2 separate regions of the Triticum aestivum genome follow, and region 1 is linked to region 2. Evidence: chromatin contacts called from public Hi-C data. All regions are on one chromosome and are shown on one strand. The core of a region is the stretch at or near the end of the contact, and the rest is flanking DNA. Distances in the headings are between cores, read along the strand shown. Region 1 has its middle 21 kb from the start of LOC123131016. Region 2 holds the start of LOC123128468 (5'-adenylylsulfate reductase-like 3).

What was found. Hi-C and Micro-C count contacts between places; a contact is called where the count stands out from the background.
Region 1: a Hi-C map of leaf shows a contact between it and region 2, with 4 times the contacts expected there. The contact joins the enhancer-like site here to the promoter of LOC123128468 in region 2. A contact is called at or near these places in 3 of 5 Hi-C or Micro-C datasets (all in leaf).

What each region holds. Positions count from the first base shown.
Region 1 is chr6A:557,070,884-557,077,177 of IWGSC CS RefSeq v2.1, reverse strand. It overlaps the pseudogene LOC123128469. Among protein-coding and RNA genes, the nearest start is that of LOC123131016, 21 kb to the left of the region's middle. Within about 2 kb of position 4,472, at least 1 of the 8 cell types and tissues checked has an H3K27ac peak or open chromatin away from gene starts, as enhancers often do. A contact at or near this core is called in leaf, where this site is marked.
Region 2 is chr6A:556,891,932-556,898,353 of IWGSC CS RefSeq v2.1, reverse strand. LOC123128468 (5'-adenylylsulfate reductase-like 3) reads right to left here and starts at 2,696. Exons shown (of 4, transcript XM_044548476.1): 1 at 2,328-2,696; 2 at 1,201-1,388; 3 at 978-1,102; 4 at 10-673. The coding sequence starts at 2,513. The coding sequence ends at 219. LOC123128467 (probable pectin methyltransferase QUA2) reads right to left here. Exons shown (of 8, transcript XM_044548475.1): 6 at 6,401-6,422; 7 at 5,685-5,823; 8 at 4,402-5,091. The coding sequence ends at 4,942.

The DNA of each region.
Region 1 (6,294 bases), core at 3,223-5,722, 180 kb before region 2:
TTTATATATTTTGTGCAAACAAGTGTGAGACATTCAACTCCACATCTTGCAGTTCAGCCACCTAAGCACATCAATATTGGCCAGTATATCTGTTCAAATGTACCTAGCTTGAAGGAGTTCTGCGAACCTTCTACAAAGTTGCAAGAAGGAAAGTCAGCCTTGAAAGCTCTCTGCACTGTTATGCTGTTATTACAGAGGTTTGTTTCAATAATTCTTGGCACCTGGTGAAATCAAATGATGAAACCCAAATTGGTTTTTTTCCTGGAAAAATATACAAAGAAATATACTGAGTCACGACCTTGAAAGCTTAAACATTTGTTATCATAATTTGTACAGTAATGCCAGCATTGGTATATTTCTGTAGCCTAATCGAAGTTTGTTGAATCACCGCATACTAGTATCCTCTCTATGGCCTGAATTAACGAGTAAAGAAGTCCTAAGTTTGAATTCTTTGACATGCCAAATTGCTTGGGTCTTTATGATAGAAGTGCTAGTTTACTGGTTCATCTTGTATTAAATGAGTCCAGCCATCGGTGTTAAGTTGGGGCAGGACCATTAATTCAGGTATTCAGGTAGTTAAATTGTACCTTACACATTCTAGTTAGTTGTGACTAGTGAGATCCTAGTAAGAATAGTGTCCACCAGTCACAGTAGTTTCTGAAGTCATGGCTGCTGGCTTGCTGATTTAGATTTATTGTTGTGGGCCTTAGCCCTGTGATAATTGATTCCATGGGATTAACAGCAAACCTGTTGTTGGTGCTGAGTGGTCTGTCTGCTCCATTTGCACCAGCTATCACTAGTTACTAGTGCACTATTTTCCAGCAATCAGTTAGATTACTACCTCCGTTCCTAAATATAAGTCTTTTTAGAGATTTGAATATAGACTACATAAGATGAATATAGATGTATTTTAGTGTAGATTCACTCATTTTGCTCCGTATGTCCACATTAGAATCTCTAAAAAGACTTATATTTAGGAATGGAGGGAGTACCTTGGACTTTTGATGGATACATGCAAAGTATTCAAGGGGTTGATGTAGTACAGATTATTCTTTATTTGCCAGTTGCATCTGAAGATGTAGTTGAACATGAATTGATCACCTCGAAATTTATATGTCAATCAACTACTCAGATATGAATTCAAAGCAAACCATGAGGATTGGGTTAACACTGTAAAACCCAAGCTTGGCCTTGAAGTATCTACTCGTGTACTACAAGCTGTAAACTTCACAGACGACAACATCAAATCCTTGTACATTGTACGAACTGAATGGCGAGCTGCACTGAAGAATCTTCTAAAGGTATTCTGCCACTTGACTCCTTAGTTGCAGCTTGCGATGGTTTGACTACTGTTTTGGCTATTGACTATCCCTCACAGTTGCAACTACATGTACTCAGCTATACCGATTTTATGGGGTCCGTTATAAGCAGCTACCATATAACTTGTAGATCATACTGCAGTAATTAGTGACCATCAGAGTTATTTGTTTGGTACTTGGACAACAACAATCTGTGTTTACTAGACCAACCAGGCACTACTAGTTCCTGGTGGCATTGTTTAAAGAAGAACGACCCAGACACTATTCACTCTGGGAAATAATTTTTGACCCACAGTAGTCGAACCCTGGTGGTCAGGTTGGCGCTGGTTCACAACAACCTATTCTTACATGGACTGGATTATGTTAAGGAAGGGATAGTGGATCTTTCTATGCATTCCATTACAATCATGCCTTTGTTAGATTGGAAAAAAGGGAAACACTGGAATTTTATGTGATTTAATTTGGTTTTAGCTGTTTCTTTAAATGACAATTTATTTAATTTATAGCGTGAGGTGCCATTATCACACATTGTGTCACCATAAGCATTCGTGCTAGATTTTAAAGTTTGCCATTGGCTTGAATCAAAGGTTCATGGAGTTTTTCTGCTTACTCTTTCATGTGTTGCCATTTAGGATACTGGAATTTTAGTTCTGCCAACCATGGCTGGACACCCTTTGAAAAGGAACTCTAAACAGAGATTGTCATCCGAATTTGAAGATAAAATGTACGCATTTGTCAGCATTGCTGCACTTTCAGGCTGTTGCCAGGTAGTTTATTTAGCTGCTTTCAGGTAGTTCTTTTCTTTTCCTACGAAATTTACGACCAATTCATGACCCACTTCACTTCTGCAGGCCACTGTTCCCTTGGGAAATCACAATGATCATCCTATATCTATTTCATTTGTAGCAGCTCATGGATCAGACAAGTTCCTTCTTCGTGCTATCTTGGATATGTATTCAGCCGTCCAAGAACAAATAGTTTTGGCATCCAAGTTGGCACTTCCACCAGTAATTGATCGTGATGTTGATACATCAGAGTTGTTGAAAGAAAAGGTATATCTCGTTCACATTTGTAGCAGTGCATGCATCAGACGAATTCATTCATCATGTTACCTTGGGTATGTATTTTCCCATCCAAGAACACATAATTGGGCATCCAGGTTCACACTCATCAGTAACCAATGGCGATTTTGATGCATCGTAGCTGTTTAAAATGTTCATTTTTTATGAATGATATGTTGACATTTTGTTGCTAAGGGTTGTGTTGTTCCTGTTTCTTTATCAGTTTTTCGTTGACAATGACACCTTGCCATTCCTTGTTGGCAATAATCAAGTTTTATGCGGTAGTTCAGGAAAGTTGGGCCAGCCAGTGTAAGATTGTGTTAGTTGTGCCCGTTTCCTATCTGGTCCTACACACTGATTTGTATACACTGATCTTGGTACTCAGTGAGCACGGATAATTTTTTAATCCTGTATCGAGTGTGAGTCCAAACCCTGAGTAGTATAAATATATAAGGAGATTGTGCATTGACTGCCAAGCACTGGAAAATAACAATAAAAAAAGAATAAAAAAATTCTAGCTTTCGTGTGTTCAATCATGTTCATGGTTTGCGCAATCCACAATTTGGTTTTATGTTTGCTTAACAGGGAAATAATTCCTTCAAAAGAAAACAATGGAGCAAAGCTATTGAATCCTATTCCGGGGCAATCAAATTGAACGACACAAATGCGACATACTATTGCAATAGAGCAGCTGCTTATCTGGAACTTGGACGGTATGCTTTCAATATCATTACCTTTGAACACGATTCCCTGAAATCAGCACTTTCAAGCTCATGCATTTTGAATCTTATGCAGTTTCAAGCAAGCTGAAGCGGATTGCGACCAGGCCTTACTGTTGGATAAAAAGGTAAGTGGCCTTTTGTTAGTCACTTCTCCATGGTTACAAAATATCACTACCGTCTTGTGCTGTTATTTATGGTGACATCAGATATTCACATTTCTTCTCTTTATGCTGCTGTTGCCTCAGAATGTTAAAGCATACCTACGACGAGGTACCGCAAAAGAAAGTGTTTTGAATTACCAAGAAGCTCTGCAAGGTGTGGAAATTTTCTAGCATGCAATTATTTCTTACTAATATATCTGATTGAAACAGTGGGGTTTTTCATGATACTCTTGCTGGTCGCTAAGCAAAGCTGGTAAAGGGTTGAAGCCAGCTTAACTGGCGATTGTAGCCATCTAGGCTTAACATTGAGTTGACTGATTTCACTTTCTTTTCGAGGAAATAGCCAGGAGTAGAGTGATTTTATTTATAGATGTTCTGGTAAAACTAGTTGGCAGCAATAGCATAGCTTATGTTTCTGTAATAGTGGTATTCATTTTTCTCAATCTCATTGGTCTTGCCTTGCGTGTACAGATTTCAGGCATGCTTTAGCTTTGGAGCCGCAGAACAAAACAGCCCTTGCAGCAGAGAAAAGGCTACAGAAACACCTGAGGTGATTCTGTTGGCGGAGCTGGAACCCGCAACTTGTCAAATTTTGGGATCAAACTAGTCTGTAAAGGAAAGAGCCCTTCTGCTCCTTGAGAAGAATTGGTCGCAAAGACACTGAACACTTTGCTTCTGTAGTGTCATTGTTTGCGTTTCATAAAAAAAAATTGGCGTGAAATTCATGAAGATGTTGGCATCTTCTGAGTGCAGCAGAAACAACTGGCGCGCTGAGATACTGTTAGGCCAGTTGCTGTGGCAAGAAACACTCCAAGTTTTTGAGGCTGTAAAACTTTTACTTGGTGCCATCCAATACGGCAACGTGTGATAACGGTTTCTCAACTCCTTGTATGTACCAAGAAATTCTAAAACGACTGGCAATTCAACTCATACCACTCTGCCTCCGTAGAAACGTGACCACAAGCGAAGGATAAGTCACTGAACACCAGACAGATATCCACGGTTCGGCGGTAAAAAACTGCCAGAAAAGAGCCACGAACGACTGAACCACGATCTCCCCCGTGGACAAACGCTCGACGCCAGACCGCCGGTTCACGCCAGTTGGTCGAAGGAAACTGCACCGATGAGTCGCCCGACGGCGACCTCCAGTTTGTCCCCTCCCCCCTCTGCGCGTCCGTCCGTGTGAGCACGCGCGACCTGGGTGTGTGCTGTTCGGGCAGTGGCTTCGATAAGCAAGCAGACGCCTTCGTTTTTTGCACCTCACAGATCACTTTCTTCTGGAGATCGGTCCAATGGAGACGCAGCAGCAGCGCCGGCACCAGCTCCGGACTCCCATGGACCCGCTCGTGTCCCTCGCCGCCAGCTTCCTTTCGGCCTTCTCGCCGTCGTCCAGGGAGCATGGCACCACCACCTCCACGATACTCCTCCTGCCGCTCCCCGTGGCCGCGGCGCGCGCGCTGTCCGTGCTCCGCCGCCTCGCGCTGCTCGCCACGCAGGCCTTCATCTCCCTCTTCTTCGCGTTCCTCTCCGCGCTCTCGCCCCCGCCGCCGCCGCCGCCCCCCTCGCTCGCGCCCTCGCTGCCGCCGCCGCTGCGCGGGGACCGCGCGGGCGCGGGGGCCACCGCCGCCGTGGCGTCCACCTGCGTGGAGCGCGCGCTCGGGCACGTGCTCTGGGTCGCATCCCGGCTCCCCGTCGCCTCCCGCAAGTACGAGCTCGTGCGCGGGCTCGCGGAGCGGCTGCTCGACGAGAACAACGTGGGCGCGCGGGTCGCCGCCGTGACCCGCGCCGCGCTGGCCGGCGCGTTCGAGCGCACGCTGGGGCAGCTGGAGGCGTCGGCGGGCGGCGAGTGGGGCCCGCCCGGGATGGAGCTGGCCGTGCGCGCGGTCAGGTCCGGGGTGCGGTGGTGGAGGCCCACCGTGGCCGCGCTGGAAGGCAACGACGCGTTCGGCGGCCCCGCGGCCGAGAAGCTCGCCGCCGAGCTGCTGTGGCTCGGGCAGAAGATGGCCGAGTGCGGCGCGGCGCGCGAGGCCGCCGTGCAGTTCGGCGCCGCGTCGCGCCTCGGCAGCCGCGCGCTCGTCGCCGAGCCCACGCTGCAGGTCGCGCTGCTCCGGCTGGCTGGTACGTCTACGTACTACGTGCAAACCATCTTCTTCCTTGAGAAATTAAAACTATTATGAGAAGAAGATGCACTCTCACGCACGCGGACGCCATTGGCTGTCGGTGCAGTGTTCCTGTTGAGGCACGCCAACGCGGCGGAGTTCGAGCAGGAGGAGGGCAAGGCGGCCGTGGCGGAGCAGCGGATGGCGATGCTGCGGTCGTGGCTGCCGCTGCTCTGCCGCGGCAGCAACGGGACGGACGCGCCGGTGCTGAGCGGCAGGGAGAGGGCGGAGATGGTGACGGTGCTGGAGGAGCTGATCGAGAAGCTGCGGTGGGAGCAGCAGGAGGAGGCCCTGGCGCTGTGGCTGCACCACTTCGCCGCCTGCCCGGACACCGACTGGCCCAACCTCGAGCGCTGCTACACGCGATGGTACGCCGAGTCGCGCAAGCTCCTCGCCTGACCAGCAGCCAGCACGTACGCCGGAGCACTTTTGCCTGATGCTCAACTGTGTGTGTGTGCCACTCGATCGAGCAACTTACTACGTAGTAGTACCTGTGTATGTAAGTTTAGTTTTAGTACAAAAGAGTGGGAAGTTCACAAGTTATGCTAGTGTAATCTGCAATTTTTTTCTCTCTGGACTCTGTTCATGCAAGCGTGTGCAAATTTGTAACCCTACTATCTTCAGAAAACCCAACAGATTTTTACTCTTCCCTGAGCAGTAAAGTGGAGCAAAAGGACCGAGGAAATCGCGTAATGAGTAACGACGCCGAACAAGTTCATAAAAGTGATGCATGGATACAAAGGAAAAGAACGAGGCCTTTTGCTCATTTGCTGAATCATCAGGAGCAGGAAAAAAACCCAAACTCCTAGTTCCAACATCCGCAACTTTGGGAACATAGGCAATACATATGCAGTTCTAACACGTCAAACCTC
Region 2 (6,422 bases), core at 1,447-3,946:
TCGTGGAAGTGTCGAACACGTCAACCTTTTTCCTCCAAGAATATGTTTGGGCAACAGCTATTCAAGACAAGGTTATAATGGCAACAATACTGGGGGAGGTGCTTATTCTAATGATGATGTTACAATAGCTAGCAAAGCTGGTTACAACAGATTCTTGGTGCTCATATCCTGATCACTCTACTGTACATAATATCCCTGCGGACAAAAAAGTTTACACTTCACCTCAGTTCATTCGTGGAGTTCGTCCTTCCGATAGTGCTTGGTTCTCCGATTGACACAGATGCTAATGATTTGGAGGCCCAGGCAGTGGCATTCCTTGCCCCCTCCTGTAAATTCCCTCGCTTCGAAGGGTATAACCTACTCAATTTCTGTCTTGCTTGCTCGAGGTAGGTGAAGAAATATTCATGCACGCCCATCAAGTTCGCAAACAGAGTATGCCTCCTCCATGCCCATTTTGCTGCAGAAACTATCCTTGGGAATAGAAGATACAGCAACCGCAGGATTACAAAAGAAGCTGCCAGTGCTAGATACGTATCCTGCTGGAGTATATTTTCGGGTGAACGCGCCCACCAGAATGGACAATTTTCCGGTTCAACATCCTTTTTTGGCTCAATTTCATCTAACGGGTGTGGCATGGCCTCCCCAGTGGTTGACTCCACTGATGCACTGATGCCTTCATCACATAAATTGACCGTCAGCAAATCAATTAGAAAAACAGATGCAGCCACAAAAGATATCATAAACACAACAAATTCCAAGTTCAAACTCCAACCACAAGGAGACTCATAGACACTAGTTTGGAACAAAGATGTCTCATACCACAAGATAGGTGGAAAAATACGAACATGTAGCTCAGTTGCTCAATACAATGAAGAACTCTGGTAAGCATGCAAGCAAAACTACAACACACTCCAAAAAAATAGAATACAAAAAAGAATGGAAAAGAAGAAAGAGTCCGTATGCAACAATTTACACACCTGAAACATCACTGTAGAAAGCAGCTAGTGGCTTAACAGTTCGAGGTCCATGGTACCTCACTCGCATTGTTGAATTCAAGAGAAATAGTGTTGGAAAACCATGAATTCCATATCTTGATATTATGCTGCAGTTTCAAATGCAAAGGTTACACTCCATCATAAAACAAACAGTAGTGTATTACACTAAGGAACACATTTTTCTTCAGTCCAAAGGCGGGCATACCTTGGCCTAATTGCAGATTCCTCAAATGCAAAATGGCGAATAGTTGGGAATAAGTGAGCCAACTTCTCGAAATTAGGTTTGCACTCTTGTGAAAACGGGCACCACGAGGCATAGAAAAGTACAGCAATGTACTCATCTTTGTTCAAGTAAAGAAGATTGACTGCCCTCGCCAATGTAGCCTCATCTCCCTATATAATGTTAAAGAAATTTAAGAGTCGGCTTCAATTCTACAAGTACAACAGATGGAATATCCTTGTGCTAATGAAGGAAGGGAGGGACAAACAGGCACTACATCACAATAAAAGAAAAAAATAACAAAATTAGTTAGATATAGTACTAGTTGTCAGATTATTTTTAACTCACTTAAATGTAACGTGGTGCCATGTTAGGGAGAATATGTTTTATGTTCTAATTTTGAGCTCTACATTTTAGGAGAAAAAAACAAAAGACAAGGATGGAAAACTACATCCAAGTTTTTATTTATATTCTTTTTCTCTAAGTCAGACCAACCCCAAGATACAAGATGCGACCAAATTGGAAGAAGCACACAATAGTATCCCTGATTATCTGCAAGTGACATGTCACAAAAAACAGATAATGCAACACACATAGCATAAGCTGCATAACACTTCAGCAGAGTATGTTACTATAGGAACAGGAGTTGCAGGGAATTCCAAACAAATATGAAAGTGGCTTTTTAGGGACATGGCACAAAACCAATTGATACAACATAGTAACACTTCAGGACAACGTGTTATTATAGGAGCACAGGGGGCAGAGGAGGGAATTTCAAACCAAACACAAAGCTGGCTTGGTCCTTTTTTTTTCTCAATGTTGGCAGGAGAGCTGCCGAATCCATTGATTAGAAAGGGGTATTACAAGAACGCCCCCAAAGCTGGCTTGGTCCTAAGGAGAAATTTCTCATAGCTTAACGCATATGCAGCTTATCAGTGCAGGTTGCCAAAATGCATAAACCAATTGACAGGATAGAAGAACCTATCCACACCCTTGACACCATGTATGGACCTAGAAAATCCCTAATTTCACGACCCCCAACTTTCACCCCGTCAATAATCTATTCGCCGCTGTATATTTTATCAAAAAAAAAAAGCGTCGGGATAGCTCACCTCGATGACGCCGACCGGGTCGCCGAGGCGGCGATCCAGCGGCGAGCAGGTGCTGGGAGGCCCGAGCACGGCCTCCGCCGCGGCGGGCACCGGGCACGCCCCGGGATGCGCGGAGGAGAGCCCCGCGGCGGCGAGGAGGAGGAGCAGCAGCAGCAGCGCCGCCCACCGCGGCGACCCCCGGCCCATGGGGCCCTGGCACGGACGCGTCCCCCCGCCCTAGATCCGGGCTCCGGGGGCTCCTCGCATGCGCTGGCCGGCTGGCGCTCGGCGCCGGGGGAGCGCGGCGGCCGCGGGGATTTTCGGTTGCGCTGCGCCGACGGGTGCGGGCGGAGGTTGGTTTGGGCGTGCGGGATTGGGAGCCCTTTGCGTTGTGAGGCCGAGGCGGGTCGCTTTATCGGGTGCGGGCGCCGGGCCGCAGTCCGATCGCGATCGGACGGACGAGATGCCCGGGCGAGCTGGCCCCCGGGACGCGGGATCCGGAGGATGACGTGCGGGGCCCGCCACGCGGTGACGGGGTTGGTCTCGCAGCCCCGCGGCATGGTGACGCGATATTTATGAATACGCGCCTACACCCACAGAATCGATCACGACACACGTGGACCTATGAAGAAGGCCGCGGTGGGCCCGCAATGACCCGTCACTATGGGACCACCCTGTCAGTGAGATATTGTCGTCTTTTAGGCTGGTCATAGTGGGGAGTAACTTAGACCGGTAACATACATATATTACTAGTCTATGTTATCACCTTCGTAATGGGTAGTAAGATATGGATGATAACATGCAAGCCTTCATTATACTGTAGACTCATATTACCTCGAGGTGTGTTATGTTAAATTAGTAACATATTATGTTACCACAAGTATCTCTCTCCTCATTAACTCTATGTCACATAAACAAAATTGTTTTGAAATGTGTTATGTTACTCACCTAAGTTACTCCCACTATGACTAGCCTTAAAAGAAAAGGTCTTTGACGCAGAAGGTTTGCTTTGGGTCAGTGTCACGGATAATTGGACGTAGGAGAATATATGTATGCGCAACTTGCTGCCGCTACTCTCGTCTTATGGCAAAACTTGTGGAGAACAAAAATTGATTTGCTCCGGCATCGACCCCAAAAGGAATATTACCTTTTCTGTTGGTGCACAAAAGAATCTTATCGTTGGGTCTATAAACTGCAACGGACCGGATTGACTTGCTTATTAAGATTTCGTACTGCCAGTACCAGATGGTGGATGGAATATTTCGTTGCGCCTGCGGGTGGAGCCGAACCCTGCGAGAGGCTGTGACCGAGTGCGTGAGTGAGCGGATGGGCCAATCATCTCCGGCCTCAGACGGCCCGTCACTGTCACCACACTCGCGAACAAGATTGTGCCAGCCAACTGGCCGATAGAAACAAGCGTGGATCGATTTTGCTTCAAGAGCGGGAGGCGACGAGTCTTTCTTTTGTTAACACCAGCGGTTTCTTTTTCTTTTTTTTCTTTTTTTTTGCGGGAACACCAGCGGTTTCAACTTTCAGCCACAGGACAAACAGCGGCAACCGAATTTGCTTTGGGAGTTGCTCTGCCAGCCCAGGAGTACGACTTGCGAGGAGATAATTTGTCCGTCCTTCGCAGGGTTTGACCCTGTGATGCCAAGGAATGAAAGAAACATTGGATGGAATCAAGGGCCAATGGCATCGGCAGTGTCAATTCGTTTGGATTTATGGTGGCGTATCGCCATCGGTTTGTCTTTGCTGATGATGTGGTGTCCGTGGCAGCTGGAGAACACTATGATATGAGTTAGACGTTCCACCCTGCGTACTAAGTATAATCATGGGAGGGCTCAAATCGTACAGCAACACCCATGCAGCTAAAGCTAAGCAGCTTCGGCTATGGTCTATGGGCAACTAATCACACACAAAAACGGCGTGCAAAATAGCTGCAGGGAATTTTGCACTAGAATCTGTAAGAAAAACTGCAAGTTCCATATGTAGCTGTCCAATGCAGGTAGTTCCTGAATAATACAGATACCATGCTGTGGAACATGCACAAAATCGACACAAATAGAAATGTAGGTGGAATTGGAAACATCTAATATGAAGAATTTCGTTTTGCTCTTTCCTATCATTCATCTCAAATATTGACCTTCATTTCACAAATATTGTAATCTGGGGGTGGCCAGTATAGATACCAACAAATTTTACATACAAGATACAAAAATGAATGAGCACCATTACAGAGGAGGAGAATGCAATGAGGGAGAGGGAGAAAAATGGAATTATACCTATGTGACACATTGGCCGCGATTATGTACGCCGCAGCATCATCCCTTTATTAAACATATGGTTTTGCTACAAAATTAACTTTGCCGCCTTCATCACCGTGTCTCTTGGCAGTAAAACCTTGGCCTGGAAAGCTTAGCCACCAAGCCTGTCGTCCTCTGCAGCATGCACTTGCCCGATCAGTCTCATGGCACCTTGCGACCCATGATGATTCATGACGAGTTAGCTGACCCATTCCTCCAGTGTTTCAACTGAAATTTGTTCCCAGTTGTTCTCGGACAATACGTGTAACAGTATTTTGGGGGTAAAGAATAATTCCAATTTCTGAATCGTGTGTCAGTGTCTGGTATGCTCATTATTTTTTCAGAAAGGGCTTCTGACAGACCAACAGTTTTTCATCGCTAGCTATGTCAAGATCCAATATACGGGCATCCCATCTGAGCTGAGCAGCAACAGATCTTGCAGCTTCAATAAGAGGGGCTGTGTCACGTATTATAATCCAGCCCTGCATAGGCATAAAATAAATACATAATTTTAGACAATACATTGAACACTCATCATCTAATGGTCAATGCAAGCACTGATTTATATATAAGTTATAGATATATGCGAGTGCAAGACTTGTCCAAGAGACAGCCTGATTCAAAACTACACAGAGTACTTTACAAAGACAATTTCTTAAAATCAGGTAAATGAGAATGTTTGTGCATCAGACCTAAGTTTACGCAATACTGAATGCCGCTTCTTCAATAGTAGAGTTCACATAGCCTATAGATAGAAAAAACATAACTCTTGCAATTTGGCCATAGTGAATGACCAGGCAATGAAGAATGGAGTTTTTGGAATTAAAGCAAAGTTAATGTATCTTGTGGATATCCCAAACTAAACTTCCTTGCATATGGCATAGTTAAGCAGCAACAATTGTTAGAATGGAGCCATATGAATCGTTTTTTATTTTACTTTTAGAACCACCAACACACAACAGGACACCGTTATTGCCCACTGATCAGAATCCACAGGAACCTACATATGGGTTTCATGACTGAACGATCCAGTTCCTATATCAGTATAAATGTAAAATTAGCAAAACTTGGTTACCTCTGGTCTTAGGATGCGATCAACTTCCAAGAATATGTCAAGAGTAGAACATCTACGTTTTTGGCGCTTTTCAAGTGATAGAAAGCCATCAGCATGTACCATATCATATGTTCTCGGGTAAGTTGGAAATGCTTCACACCTGAACAAATGTTTGACATTCTATCAGTTAAAGTGATCAGAAGATCCACAAGGAAAGAACTATAAAAGGTACTCCCGCCGTTCCATAATGTAGTGCGTACAGATTTTTTCAAAAGTCAAACATTACAAACTTTGACCATGTTTATGGACAAAAATATGTACATTTAAACACCAAATGCATATCATTGGATACATCATCAATTATATTTTCATGTTGTATATGTTTGGAATTCTATATAAAAATAGTGTAAACTCGGTCAAAGTTTGCTTAGTTTGACTTTTCTGAAAATCTATACGCACTACATTATGGGGCAGAGGGAGTAACATTTTACATTGTGGTGATCCCCATCTGATAAAGACATAATTCTTGTACAAAAATGTAATTTGCATAAGCATGCTAAAAAGATGTAATTCGATAAAAATTATGAGTCATGGCTGTGCCTTGTATACGCATGCACATGTGGCGTACAATGTGGATTTTTAGTATGATAGAAAGTTGGCGATTACTCGATATACACCTGAAACAAGGGGGGGGGGGGGGGGGGTCAGAAAGGAAAAACTCAGGGGCAAATACTTACCAGTCGTGTTGAACCCCAATAA